Regions from separate parts of the Sus scrofa genome. Here region 1 is linked to region 2. Evidence: chromatin contacts called from public Hi-C data. All regions are on one chromosome and are shown on one strand. Each heading gives the region's core, a stretch centred on a gene start, on an enhancer-like site or on the middle of the called end of the contact. The rest is flanking DNA. Distances are from core to core; before and after follow the strand shown.

Region 1 (7,584 bases), core at 4,603-7,102, 83 kb before region 2:
GCTGTAAGTTTCTCTTAATTTTAATAATGGTTCTACTTAAAAAACAAAATAAGCTTGTTCTTTCTTTTTCTTGATTTTTTTCTTTTCTTACCATCTCTTTAAAATATACAGTCTCATATTGACTAGAGATATTACTTCAGAAGCATTTAAAGATCTTGGAATATCTTTACTAGACATACACTCATGAATAAATTAACCTGTGTAGTCTCAGTTTCCTCTTTCTTTTTTTTGTCCTTTTTTTTTTTTTTAGGGCCACACCTGCAGCATATGGAATTTCCCAGGCTAGGGGTCAAATCGGAGCTGTAACTGCCCACCTACACCACAGCCACAGCAGCGCCAGATCCTTAACCCACTGAGCAAGGCCAGGGATCAAACTTGCATCCTCATGGATACTAGTCAGGTTCGGTTCTGCTGAGCCATGATAGGAACTCTGTTTCCTCATCTTGAATTGACATTATTTTTATATCTATCTTGTGATATGGTTATAAAAATTAAAGATCATATTGATAGTGCATTTTGTAAACATTGATATACTGTACAAATTTAAATATGAATAAACTTCTTGAGACTGTTTACTAATCTGTAAAATGAGAATAATAATAATACCACTGTCACAGGGTAGTTTTTGAGAATTAAGTGAACAGTAAAGTATGCAGAAGTGGGCCTGTTACCTAGAAAGCATTCAATAAATATTGGTGATGATGAATATTGGTGGTGATGATGATAAATGAATATTGGCAATGATAGTGAAGAAAAATAATAAGATGATGAACTTGATCTAGGTCTTTAAGCTAATGAGAACTCCAAACTGGTATTACTTTAGGATTTTTATATGTAGAATTTAGGATTTTTATGTAATTGACTTTCATATATCCCACACTTGTTATCCACATGTATTAACATCCCTTAATTGCCCTTTGTACAGAAATTTTGATATATTAGCTGATTAATGCTAATGTCCAACTTTATCAAAGCATGCTTCTAACCAACTACTGCCTCAGAAATTTGAGCCATAGGTGATGGCAGAACTGTAGCATCTAGTTACTCAGAGTTCAACATCATTCTAGTGTGTCACCGTGGCACCAGCAGGGAGGGGTTGCAGGCAGGCAGCTGCATGTGTCATCCAGGTGGTCAAGTGTGTATACAGAGGTCCATTGCCAAGGCCTGTGCTTTGATACCGGGACAGCAGTAGAGGAGAATGGCCAAGACCATGGGCTTTAGAGTTAGTCAGACCTAGTTCTAAGTCCTGCTCTGCCAAACTTTATGGCCTTGGGCAAGCTATATAACCTCCTAAACCTCAGTTCCCTTACAGAATTGTGAGGATTAAATGAAGTAACATGTGCAATACTTACTGCAGTTCACTTAAGCACGAAGTGAATGTTAACCGTTAGTATTTCTTGTTGTGCCCTCACAGTGAGATTGAGGGAAAGGAAATAAGAAGTTGAGCCCTCTGACACCATATGCCCTTTAAGGTACCCTGAGTATCTGGGCAACTGGGAAAGTTTTCACCTACTTTCCAGGACTTTGGCCTTAGGGAATAGCACCCTATAGGAAATAGCACCACTGGGAACCAAAATAAGGGTTTTATAAATATTGTTTCAGCACTCTGAGAACCAGTTCTTCCCCCAGTACCATGCTAGTCTAGTATTCCACTTAGGAACATTTGACTTTCAAATGCATCTTCAAGGATATAAAATAGAGGAAAGAAAATGATGGCTTGTAAGCCAGTGCTGTCAGTAAGCAACTAAATCTTCTGTGCCTAGTCACTGCATGTCTGATGTTTCAGGCAAGTTATCTGCTGCGGAGGCTGTCTGCATTAAAGGTCTACTAAAGAGATTAGAGCTGCACTGTCAGTGTTCCTACTCTGCTTCCCCCAATGGGAGCCTGATGTATTAAGCAGAAAATCCCCAGCAGTCCTTTCACTCTTGCCAGATGAGTGGCCTGGCCTAGACAGCTTGATATGATTTTAAGAACAAAGTAACTAAGGAAAGATTACATTGCCCCCAAATACCCTAGAAGTAACAGGGCTTCAAGAGATTTTGTACCATGTTTGATTTCTTGAATTTACTTCATTGGGTGTAGCAAGTGTCTCTGGCCCTCCTCCTGAGCTCCCATGGCTGCCCCTCCTATGATCTGTGGCACATTGGACAGAGTTCAGTCATCTTCAGCAGTCTCTTAATCTAGTTTTGTAGAATGTATAGTTTTGAGTGTAGTAAGAATAGGTATTCCATATGCAAAACCTGGTTCTTAACCCTTTTCATATATCCTTAACCCTTTTCATTCAGTCTTCACTAAAGAGTAGGTATTATTATCCCCATTTTATGCAACAGGAAAAAAAAAAAATCAAGGCTGGGATAGGTTAAATAACTTGTCCCAGGTATCACAGCTTAGTGAGAGGAGGAGCCAGATTTCAAACCCAGGCCGTGGGACTCCAAGTCCAGTCCATGCTTTTCAGCATTATCCTGCATTATCTGAATAAAAATTTAATATATGGCTCCTAATAGTGAAAATATATATTGCTTTCTCTTCCAAAATTATTTTTCCTTCAGGATGAAATGTAAAACTTTGGTTTCTGGGAGAAACCACATTCTTAGATCTTATTAAATTGCGTATCAAATTCTTATTTAAACCCTGACCCATCTTGAAATTGCATTTGAACCTTGCTGAATCTTTGTGTTTCACTGTAGAACATAATTTTCAGTATGTTGTCATTATAAACTTCACCTCTTGCAAGAAGGTGCTAGACTGCGATCTTGGAAATAGGGTATATAAAAGGCTTATCTTTACATTAAGAGATTACCAAGTAAAATGGTTTTTTTAGTGAACTGCCTAAAAGAAAATTTGGTATATTTCCATGAGTAATAGACTCAAGATTAGCTTTGAATGTTAAAAGAGCATTCTCCTAGCTAGTTCATTGTTGCCATGACAGTGCTGGCAGTGCAAGTGTTGTAGTAACTCCTTGCAATGATCTTATTTTAGACCCTAACGTTTGCAGTGCTGAACATCCCCTTCCCCGCCCCATAAGTAACTCTAGTGGAAAAGTACTGGTTTTATAACTGGCTTCTGGCTTTGTAGCTGAAAGACTGCACTATTGTGGGCTTAAAAAAAAATAGTGTAGGAGTGTTGAGTGTTTTTCCCGTGGATTATAAATGCTTGAAATTTCCCAAAATATGGTATTGCATTACATGTCATACAGCAAGTTGTTTACAGCTAAAAAGGAAAGTGGCCTCAGTTGTCTTCTTATGAAATCAAGCCTAGGTTATATCATTACTTTGATCGCACAGAGAAATCATTTTGCCATTTGTATGTGCACACTTTAAAGCCTTTGGATTCTTATTTATTATGGAAAATTATCACTAGAATCATAAAAGATTATGCTTAAATAGTGTAAAAGGCACTCTTCTCTTGTCCTTTCCATAATTCAACTTTATCTGATCAAATTGGAGTATTTTAATCTTGATTTTTTAAATTATGAACTAAAGTTATAAAATGATTTTAAGGAAGTACCCAATTTGAACTGTGTACTTAATTGTTTAGAGTCTTAATTTTGTTACTTATATGTTACAAAATTAGATTTCACTGATGTTTTCTAATTGTAAATCCCATTATAACTATACTATTAAGCACAAAATATTTTCACACTCATAGTAGTGCCATTTTGTATACTTTTGCATTCCATTTGTTAGGTCAGAGTTTCATTGTCTATGGCATGTGCACTAAAAATCTAGTATAGCATGAAGAAAAAATTGATTATGGCAACAAACCTGGTAAAAGAAGATGGAAAATCTGTTACACTTCCTTAATTAGTGACAACTACCAACAAATGATTACATATACTTTTTTTCCCTAAATGCCACCTTAAACATTTAGTTCATCTACCTTAGATGCTAGAGATTTAAGCAAATCTCACATGATTGGGTCTGTAGTGAGTATTGCGGTATGAGTGTTTGACAAGCCCTTTTCCTGCTTTTTTTCATTTTAACATATAAAAGTAATTTTCAAAACAAAAGTCTGTCTCCAAGCTAGACTTGTATTTTGCTTTTTCACCAAGCAATGCATATTTTTTCTTGATTTTGTTTTTATTATTTTTTATTCCCTTTAGTGCACTGTATTATTGTAAATAAATCTTTAGTGGTTATTGTTCAGATTAAGAGGTGTTTAATTCCAGTTTATGCTGGTCTTCATTGGTTCCTGATTTGAACTTGGAAGTAGTTGTATAGTAAAATGTGAAGAGTAAAACCTTGAGGTAAATATTCTGTCATTTAGTACTACAAATTTATATTAAATGCCATTTATTGGTTGGAATGAAACTATATTATGGCTCTTTCTGCTTTCTTAAAATAATTAATAACAGGGTTATTTATTTTTTTTTTTTTTCTGAACTCCACCTCACCTCTAGCTGATCTCCCTCTCCATCTAAGGCTGAAATGGGTATACTTTTTAAAAATAAGAATTCATTTTAAATCTTTCTTTATGCCTGATACTATTCTAATTCTGTGAGAGATATAAAAAGTTGAAAACAACCACTACCATTAAGAATTTTGCAATAATCTAGAGAAAAACATTAAGAATAAATCAAGACTTTCACTAAAAATGTTAAATTTTATGGTAGTATGTTGACAGCTGTGGAACTCTCTTGGTGGGAGTGTATCTACATAGTAATTACACATCCAGGAAATCATCTGAAAAAGATTGATGTATGATGATAATCCCTGTAAGTGTTATTTATGATGTAAATGTGTTATCTTTACATATCTTTATATATAAGTTGATAATCTAAATATCCAGTTATTAAATTATTGTTAAATTATAGTACATCTGTATAAAGGACTATAACACAGTTATTGAAAATTATTTTAAAATACATAAAAGAAGAAATTATATATTTAAGTGGAAAAGCAACTTTTAAAATAGTAGGCCAAATATATATATTTTTATAGAGAGAGGGAAATGTCAGGAAATCTGCATGTACCAGAAGAGTTAGATTAGATTATTAGAGATTTTATATTTCTTTTTATAATAATAATTATTAACAAACATAATTTTATTGAGTGTTTACTGTATGCTATGCTTAGTTATAAGCATCTTACATATAACATTTGTCAGATTTCAGGTGGGTTACAGGTTTTGAGGAAGATATCTTCCCAAAACAAATACACAAATATGAATGCACCCCCTCACTTTGAGACTGGATTAAGTTTCTTGATTTTTTTAGCTAAGGAAACAGGACCTTCTCCAAATCTGGGCTCTTTCTTTGAGAAGAAGCACTTGCAGCCTGCTTGGGTGCTGCTTTCCCTGGCCCCCAGTGCTCCTAAAGGTGGTGCAATTGCTACTGACACTCCCAGGGTCACACCATATCTGCAAGACTCAATTCCTGTTATTCTCTTGTGTTTTTCCACTTAAGGTTTACATTCACATTCTGAAATAATGTATACAAACTTTCTCTGTACTTCCTTTGAAGGCCCATTTCCCTGCAATGTCTAGTTTTACACATACAACAGTTCTGTGACTTGAATTTTACTTTTTATAGATGAAGAAACAGAACTATTAGGTAACTTAATTCAAGTACTGAATATGGAGAGTCAGGAGGCATGTCTGACTCCATGTTCTTAACCACTAATCTGTTTTCCTATAGTCTTTGTGTTTTTATTCGTGAGCACATGTTACTTTTATATTGGAATATGACTTAAAATCAATGTGGGAAAATTATATAACATTCACAGTGTTACAGTAATTCAGAGCAAGGAAAGATCTGAGTGGGTTGGGATAATAAAGACAGCTTAGTGGAGCAAATAAATTTTAATGTAATAATTAACTTTTCTTCTCAGCTTATCTGTTTACACAAGTACACACTGCTTCTATCCTCAGCATGCCCAAACCAAACCTCTTATGACTGGCTGTAACTAATGCTCTGTTGTTCTTCCCTGCAGACTAAGTTTGGCCTCATTTTTGTTTCCTTTCTCTGGCCCCCTTTTATTTTCCTTTTGCTGTCTGTCAGTGCGTGTGTGAACATGTAACTATAACTTTTGTCTGAGCCCTCTCTCACTTTATTATGAATAAAACACTAGCTTGGCTGTTTCCATGTGGTAATGCCATCATAATTTAATGTTTGAGCTGGCTAAAAGTAGTTGTAAAAATTGCATTCGTTATATTTAAAAAACTCATTGGAAGGAAATAGAACTCAAATCTTGAATATTGTCTGATGAGTTAACCTTATAGCATAAACTGATGTTCAATCAGTATGCACTGGCACAGCAGTACTTTTTTAAATACTATTTTCATACCAGTTGGTAAATAGGAAACAGAAACTCCAAAAAGCAATAAAATTAATAAATTAATAATATATAGTCAGGATAGGTGGTTTATCTTAGAAACCACACATGCACTTCAATTCCAAGCTGGTCTGGTCACTGAAGCATGGAGCTAGGAAGTTTGCTCAGATGTTCTGTTATTTATTTCAGATATTGGAAGTACAAAAGCCCTTGGGTGGGAGAGAGAGACCCAGCAGGTGAACTGAGGAGAACGTAATCAGCAACCCACAAAAAGAGTACCCAGTTGTGCCAAGAAGACAAGCAGGGTTCAGGCCTTGGTGGTGACTGGGGAGGCTGCTACAAGCCAGTGACAGAGACTCTCAGGGTATTGTCTCTCAGGTGGGCTTGAGCAGTGTTTCTTTGTTTAACAACTGAATTATTCCTTCATAACAAATTTGGTGACTTAAAACCATACACATTGTCTCAATTGCTGTGGGTCAGAAATCTGGTTATAGTTGAGATAGGATCCCTGCTTCAGGGTCTCCCATGAAGCTGCAGTTAGTTAATGTCTTGACCAGGGCTGTGGTCTCATCTGAGGCTCAAATGGCAAGGAACACATTTTCAAGCTCACATAGTTGTTGGAAGGATTCAATTCCTTGAGAGCTGTTGAATTGAGAGCCTCAATTCCTTGCTGCTAGCTCACTGGCAGCTCGCTCTGTTCCTTGCCATGCAGGTCCCTCCACCTGCGTTTCAGAGAAAGTACCTGAGAAGAACCAGAGCCAGGTACTAGCAAAGAGTGCCAGCAAGACAGAAGCCGCAGTCTTTTTTGGGGGGTTTTTGTTTTTGTTTTTGTTTTGCTTTTTAGGGCTGCAGGTGCAGCATGTGGAAGTTCCCAGGGTAGGGGTCAAATCAGAGCTACAGCTGCTGTTCCTACCACAGCACAGCAACTCCAAATCCAAGCCCTGTGTGTGACCTATACCACTGCTCTCAGCAGTGCCACTGAATGAGGCTAGGGATCAAATCCAAATCCTCATGGATACTAGTTGGATTAATTTCCACTGCACCATGATGGAAACTCCCAGAAGCCACAGTCTTTTATAACCTAATCTTGGAAAGGACATTGCCATCATTTTTTGCCTTAATCTGTTCATTGGAAGCAACACACAAGATCCGGCCCATACCCAAGGGGAGCATATAAAAACAATGGAATGAACACCAGGAGGCAGGGCAGCAATCATTGGGAACCATTTTAAAGCAGCCTGCCACAACAACTCAACTTTTGAAGCTAGGTGCAAGGAAGAGCACATCTCCCTGTTTACTGTGAAGAGTTGTG
Region 2 (6,923 bases), core at 2,636-5,135:
AACATCCTGTTTTAAAACATAATTTTTAACTCTGAAAGAATGTATTTCTAAAGGAACTCCGAAGGAAAGATTTGACCTTTGAAGGTAAGGAAGAGGAAAGACAATGATACCAATATGGCCAGTAATTTTACCAATATGGCTACTAATTTTAGCTGTTGGGTTGGACTTTAAAAGACTTAAAAATTATATAGGACCATTGCGAAAGACCCCTGGCATGCCTCTAGGAAAGTATTCCATTTTTAAAACATTGATAGCCACTTTCTTGGCATTGTAAAGCTATTGTTTTGTAATAGTTTGATATATAAACTATCTATTTGGTAGAGAAATAAAACCAAAATAATGTACTTCAACCTTTTGTTTTGAGGCCCATATGCTAGCAATCTGGCCTTATTTTTAAAAATACACACACTATACACATGCTGCTGATGTATTTGTAGGATAAAGTCCTAGAAATGGAATTGCTAAGTTTTTTTTTTTTCTCTTCCCTTACAAATAGTAACACAATATATACATATTATGCACTTTGCTTTTTTCTCCTGCAGAGTATATTTTAGAGATCTTTTAAAGCCAACCCATATTGAACTGTTCATTCCTTGTAGGGACTTCATGCTGTTCTAGTCTGTGGTCCTATTAAACTTTTTTGAAACAATCCTCTACTGATGGGCACTCAGGTTGTTTGTTTATGGCCACACCCACAGCATATGGAAATTCCTGGTTCAGGGATCAAATCCGAGCCACAGCTGCAGCAGTGCTAGATCCATTAACCCACTGTGCCAGCTGGGGACTGACCCCACCTGCTGCAGTTGGATTCTTAACCCACTGTACCACATTGGGTACTCTTAGTGTTTTATATCTTGTACTATTAGAAACAACGTTGGAATGATTATACTTTTACATATTTCAGAAATGTGAGTATAGGTTAATGTTAAACATGGAATTGTTGACTAAAGTATGTAACCTAAATTTCGATCGGTATTTCAAATTGCTCTCTAGAGGTTGCAGTAATTTATACTCCTTATATATATATATTTAAATTTTTGATCTTTTTAGGGCCACACCTGTGGCATATGGAAGTTCCAAGGTTAGGGGTCGAATCAGAGCTGCAGCTGTCAGCCAACACCATAACCACAGCAATGCCAGTTCTGAGCCGCATCTGTGACCTACACCACAGCTCACGGCAATGCTGGATCCTTTAACCCACTGAGCAAGCCCAAGGAGACCTGCATCCTCATAGATACTAGTTGGTTTCATTACTGCTGAGCCACAAGGGGAACTCCACACTCCTCATATAGTTCTTGATCATTTTTCCTCACACTTCAGAACACTCCCATTAGAAATGTATAAGTGCAGTGGAAATGAAACTGATTAGTACCCATGAGGATGTGGGTTCAAACCCTGGCCTCACTTACTGGGTTAAGTATCTGTGGCTGTGGTGTAGGCCAGCAGCTGTAGCTCTGATTTGACCCCTAGCCTGGGATCTACCATATGCTGTGGGGCCCTAAAAGGCAAAAAAAAAAAAAAAAAAAGGAAAGAAAAGAAACAAAATGAAATGTATAAGCAATGAATGGCTGTTTCTCTACCTCCTCTCCAACGCAGCCTATCATCAAACTTTTTAAGTTTTACTGAAGTATAGTTAATTTACAAGGGTGATACTTTCTGCTGTACAACAAAGTGATATGTTTAATTTTCCAATATGAAAGTCTTTATGTCATCAATTTATCAATCTGAAATTATTTTATGACTTCTGGGTTTTGTGGCATTCTTGGGCCTAACTCCATGAGTGTTTTTTTTTCTGGTACTATACTGTTGTTTTTTTTTGGGGGGGGGGGTTTCACTTACGTCTGATTTATCGTTTAGTAAAGTATGAGTTAGGACTGCAGTTTCACTTTTTCCTGACTGGCTCTCCAGTTGTATCAAGATCATTGTTTGTTTGTTTGTTTGTTTTAGCTTTTTAGGACCCCATCTGTGGCGTATGGAAATTCCCAGGAGCTGTAGCTGCTGGCCTACACCATGGCTTATGGCAGCGCTGGATCCTTAACCCACTGAGTGAGGCCAGAGCTTGAACCTACATCCTTATGGAAACTAGTTGGACTCATTAGTACTGAGCCATGACCGGAACTCCCAAGATCATTTATTTCATAATCCATTTCTCCCCCATTTGAAGCCACCTTTTATATACTAAAGCCATCAAAATGGTGTCTCTTAGGTATAAAATTAATAAAAGCCCATGAAATAGGTGTTTTGATAAAATGCATTTTAAATAAGATAGTAAAGTAAATGAAAAAAAAATTTTAAAGAAATTACTATTACATAAATAGTAATTTTTAGCCTCAAAGTTTATTTTGTTTGATAGGTATATAGTTGAATCAGAAATTCAGCAGTTAGGCTAGGAGTCATCATTTCATATAAACAGCTGCATTTATGCCAAAATGATGTTTTAAATAGCAGGAATGTGGGCTTTTTCCCTTACATTTGTTATAGGATAGACATATACATGGCCTAACCAGTGAATTTAGTGCCTCCCCTATGGTTATTAGACATTCTTGTCTTAGGTATAAGTGTAGAGTTATCAGAGTAAGAAATCACTGGCCTCTGATATAAGATTATTGGAAGCATATATAAAAATTTAGGCTTAGTTGGCAAATAGAGTGTACTTTGAATATGAATATTGAGTTCTCCTAATTAGGATTCTATTCCATTTTGTCCTGCCTGCTTAATTTTTTAAAATGTATTCTGCTCAAAAGGTTTTCATTTACTTGGACCAGATTTCTTGAATTGCTGCCACATGTCCTTCTCTCCCTCCCTCCCCCCCCCCCGCCCCCATCTTTTTCTTCTTTTAAAAGGAAAGCATCTGGTTATATCACAAAGAACTTTAGGAAGCAGTAGAGAGAGGGTGAAGTAATAGTTGTTTGTAATATATAAGCAAGGATTAATATTTGATTATTAAAGGTCGGGGGGTTGTTTGTTTCGAGACTAAATTGATAGAACATGGACCTGTAAAAAAAAAAATAAGTTGAATTATATTTTGGTTTTGTTTCTATAAGCACACTTACTGAGGGAAAAGATAGAAGCTTTAAGATTAGATTGTCAGTTTTTGTTAACCACACTACACTGTCACATAAAGTATAGAATTCTAGGTTCACTATGTCAAAAGGCAGAAAACCTTATTTTTTAATTAGTTGAGCTCCTCTAAAATATTAGCAAAGTTGATGAGATCCTATAAATTAAAAATTTAAGGAAAACTCAAAATTAATTTCTCATAGAAATTATGTCCTACGTACTTTTGTGGATTTAGAGAAGTTTAATTTTTCATAAAATTTCTGTTCTTTTGAAGTGTTATTATAGATGTAATAATAATTATACTTCTTTCACTTTAAGACATCTAGGTAGAGAATACTGTTTTTTCATTTCCTGACAAGATGAACAGGGATTGATATTTTGGTTGGTTGGGTTTTGGATGTACAAACACATTGGTCTTATTTTGTATCACTGACAATCCACAGAGTTGGCTGCTGTGTGCTGAACTTTCTGTTCTAGACTTTCTGCCAAGTACTTTATGCAAAACTCTGGTTTTAGTGAAACAGGTTTTATTGTTTTTAGTCAGAGTCATAAACTGTTGTCAGCTATGTGATGCAAACAGAGGAATTGGTATGTATATATGGCCCTGAAAACAAACCACCGAAACAAGCCTGTCTCTGTTCAACTGGCTGTTTTTCCCTTCCATTCCTGTAGCCTCAATTCATGTTGTTTACTGCTGGAGGCCTGAGATGGTGTAATTTTCTTTTCTAGGAACTTGGAATTAGAATTCCTCGACCACTAGGACACGGACCAAGTAGATTCATCCCAGAAAAGGAGGTATGTTGTTTGTAAAAGTACATAGTGAACTGTATGCTTTTAAGGAAGAGCTTTCATGACCCACTTCTTGGCATCTGAACAGCTGCTGGTCAACAATATGCAACAGAGCTGATCACAGTTAATCATCATGCTTTGGCAGTGAATCAGTGAGATTAGAAAGCTGTTATAGTCATGTTGATTTCTACTATTTTGTGATGCTTTTCTAACACCCAGATTTAATCGAGGAAAGGCAAGACTTGTTTTTGACCAGTGATGTGCCACCTGCTTATATTCAGATGTTGTTGAGGTGTGCCCATAAGCTGAGTTACTTGGTCTTGGCAAACTTGGTATCAGTGCTAGATTGGATCTTTAATACTAAATATGTAATGCTCCTATGCTTTGTTTTCACAAGAATTGTTTGCTGTTAGTTAATTTTGGTTCTCCTTAAATTAAGGGAGAGTAGGTGTTGTTTAAAGGAGAGGCATTAGTGTCTGTTTGCAGGCTCTGCAAGTTTGATCATCTAAATCTTGCTTCTTTATCTGGATTCTGGCCAAGCCTGCAAACAGCTTATCTAGATGACCTTTAATGTTTGACATTTGTTGTTTCTCCCCTACTACAAGATATGCGACTGTTTATTCTTCTGTCTTGCTACTAGTTGAGTTAAATTTGTAGAATTATAATCTTCCTTTTTTTCCCCTTTCCTGACCATACCTAGAGTTCATGGAAGTTCCTGGGCAGGGATTGAACCCAGGCCACAGCAGCAATCTGAGCTGCTGCAGTGATGCCAGATCCATAACCCACTAAGCCATAAGAGAACCCCTAACTTCTTTTTCTTAAGCTCATTTTATTTTTTTATGGCCACACCCATATAATATGGAAGATCCCTGGCCAGGGAATTGAATCTGAGCTGTATCTGAGAACTGCCTTGCAGTTGCAGCAACTCCAGATCCTTTAACCTACTGAACTGGGCTGGGTGTCCAACCCACACCTCCACAGAGACCTGAGCAGCTGCAGTCAGAGTCTTATCCCACTGTGCCAAAGTGGAAACTCCTCTTAAGCCAATTTTAATCTGCTTCTACAGTCCTCTGCTCTACCAGCTGAGTTATCAAAGAGCGCTAATCTGCCTCTAAATGACACTTAGAATGCAGTGCATGCATACTTTCTTTCTTCTAACACCAATTTACAATCTCTGTAACCATGGCTTTCCTCTCTTATACAGATTCTCCAAGTGGGGAGTGAAGACGCACAGATGCATACTTTATTTGCAGATTCTTTTGCTGCTTTGGGTCGTCTGGATAATATTACCTTAGTGATGGTTTTTCACCCACAATATTTAGAAAGTTTTTTAAAAACTCAACACTATCTACTGCAAATGGATGGCCCATTACCCCTGCATTATCGGCACTACATTGGAATAATGGTTTGTAAACATTCAGTGAAAATTTATTTCTGCCTGCTTTATTAATCTTTTAAAGAGATGGTTAATACTTAAAACAAAGGAATAAACACTTATATGCTAACTTCTAATTGGATTCCTGTTAGGTAGTATCTGTTTTTCCTCTTTCTAAATAAGTATGCTCTCACGTATAACAGAAAAGGAAATATATATTTATACTCCCTTGAGAACTCTTTTCTATTAAATAAGAGAAAAAGTAGATACTCATGTCGCAACAGAAGAAAGGGTGGGGAAAAAAACTGTAACTGCAATGTATACATCTAAGGATGACCTGACCCCCTTGCTGTACAGTGGGAAAATAATAATAAAAAAAAAAAAAATCATAGGCTTTGGAAAAAAAAAAAAAAAAAAGAAAAAGTAGAATACAAGATTATTTCACTATTATAAATAGTTGACTGACATAAGTAGAGGTATTTATGTTCAGTTTATAGGTAATATTCCATTGTTTTATGGTTGGCATCTTAATTGAAGTTTTCTTAATCCAAGGTTCTGACAGTAGGTATATAATAAAATTTTCTAAAGTTCAAATAGATATTTTGTTCTTGAGATATTTCTAAGATGCTTTCTATGGTGTATGTGAATTTTTACATGTTTTGTATGAAAACTTCATCTCTCTAGCATATGAAAAACTTGAAACCATACTAATCAAAAACTTAATTAGCTGTTTTACTTATTATAAAGAAAAAAGATTTGTAGTTGTTCAAGATTTTAATATTTATAGAGTAATTTTGTTTGTTTTTTTAAGGCTGCAGCAAGACATCAGTGCTCCTACTTAGTGAATCTCCATGTAAATGATTTCCTTCATGTTGGTGGTGACCCCAAGTGGCTTAATGGTTTAGAGAATGCTCCTCAAAAACTACAGAATTTAGGAGAACTTAACAAAGTGTTAGCCCATAGGCCTTGGCTTATTACCAAAGAACACATTGAGGTAAGTAGAGACTATATCTAGGGTGTCTTTTTTTTTTTTTTTTTTTAAATTAAGACTGTTTCAACAGCAGTTTTAGTTTTACAGAAAAATGGCACAGAAAGTAGAGTTCCCATATTCTACCCACTACCCCACCCCACAGTTTCTCCTATTTAACTTCTAGCCTTGGTATATACATTTGCTGTAACTGATGGATTAATAATGTCTGTAATTTACATGAGGGATCATTCTTTGTGTTGTACAGTTCTATGGGTTTTAACAAATGTATAATGTCATGTTATCCACCATTACGGTATCGTACATAATAGTCTCACTTCTCTAAAAATCTCCTATGCTTCCGCTTTTCATTTCTCTCCCCTTCCTTCTAAAACTACTGTTCTTTTTACTGTCTCTAAATAGAGGTGGAATCATATAGTATATAGCCTTTTCAAAATAGCTCGTTTTATTTATCAGGAAACATTAAGGTTTCTCCATGGCTTTTCATGACTTGATAGCTCATTTCTTTTTATTGCTGAAAAATACTCCAGTGTATGGATATACCACAGTTTGTTTATCCATTCACCTATTGAAGGAAATCTTGGTTACTCCCAGTTTTTGGCAATTATGAATAAAGCCTCTGCAAACATTCACATGCAGGTTTTTTGGTAGACATAAGTTTTCAACTTAATTGGGTAAATAACTAGGAGTGTGATTGCTGGATTGTATGGT

The links. Hi-C and Micro-C count contacts between places; a contact is called where the count stands out from the background.
Region 1: a contact with region 2 is called in a Hi-C map of liver, with 4 times the contacts expected there. The contact joins two enhancer-like sites. A contact is called at or near these places in 1 of 5 promoter capture datasets (liver), 14 of 47 Hi-C or Micro-C datasets (adipocytes, alveolar macrophages, brain and 9 more) and 1 of 2 datasets of contacts at active chromatin or transcription factors (skeletal muscle).

Annotation. Positions count from the first base shown.
Region 1 is chr1:75,152,354-75,159,937 of Sscrofa11.1, reverse strand. All of the region lies in intron 1 of SESN1 (sestrin-1), which reads left to right. LOC106508918 (a long non-coding RNA gene) reads left to right here. Exons shown (of 2, transcript XR_001306055.2): 1 at 1-6,650. Among named protein-coding and RNA genes, the nearest start is that of SESN1, 14 kb to the left of the region's middle. Within about 2 kb of position 5,852, at least 15 of the 83 cell types and tissues checked have an H3K27ac peak or open chromatin away from gene starts, as enhancers often do. A contact at or near this core is called in liver, where this site is marked.
Region 2 is chr1:75,067,648-75,074,570 of Sscrofa11.1, reverse strand. The region is part of intron 18 of ARMC2 (armadillo repeat-containing protein 2); the gene reads right to left. It overlaps SESN1 (sestrin-1), which reads left to right. Exons shown (of 10, transcript XM_021090855.1): 2 at 3,790-3,855; 3 at 5,054-5,254; 4 at 6,036-6,218. Among named protein-coding and RNA genes, the nearest start is that of SESN1, 99 kb to the left of the region's middle. Within about 2 kb of position 3,885, at least 20 of the 83 cell types and tissues checked have an H3K27ac peak or open chromatin away from gene starts, as enhancers often do. A contact at or near this core is called in liver, where this site is marked.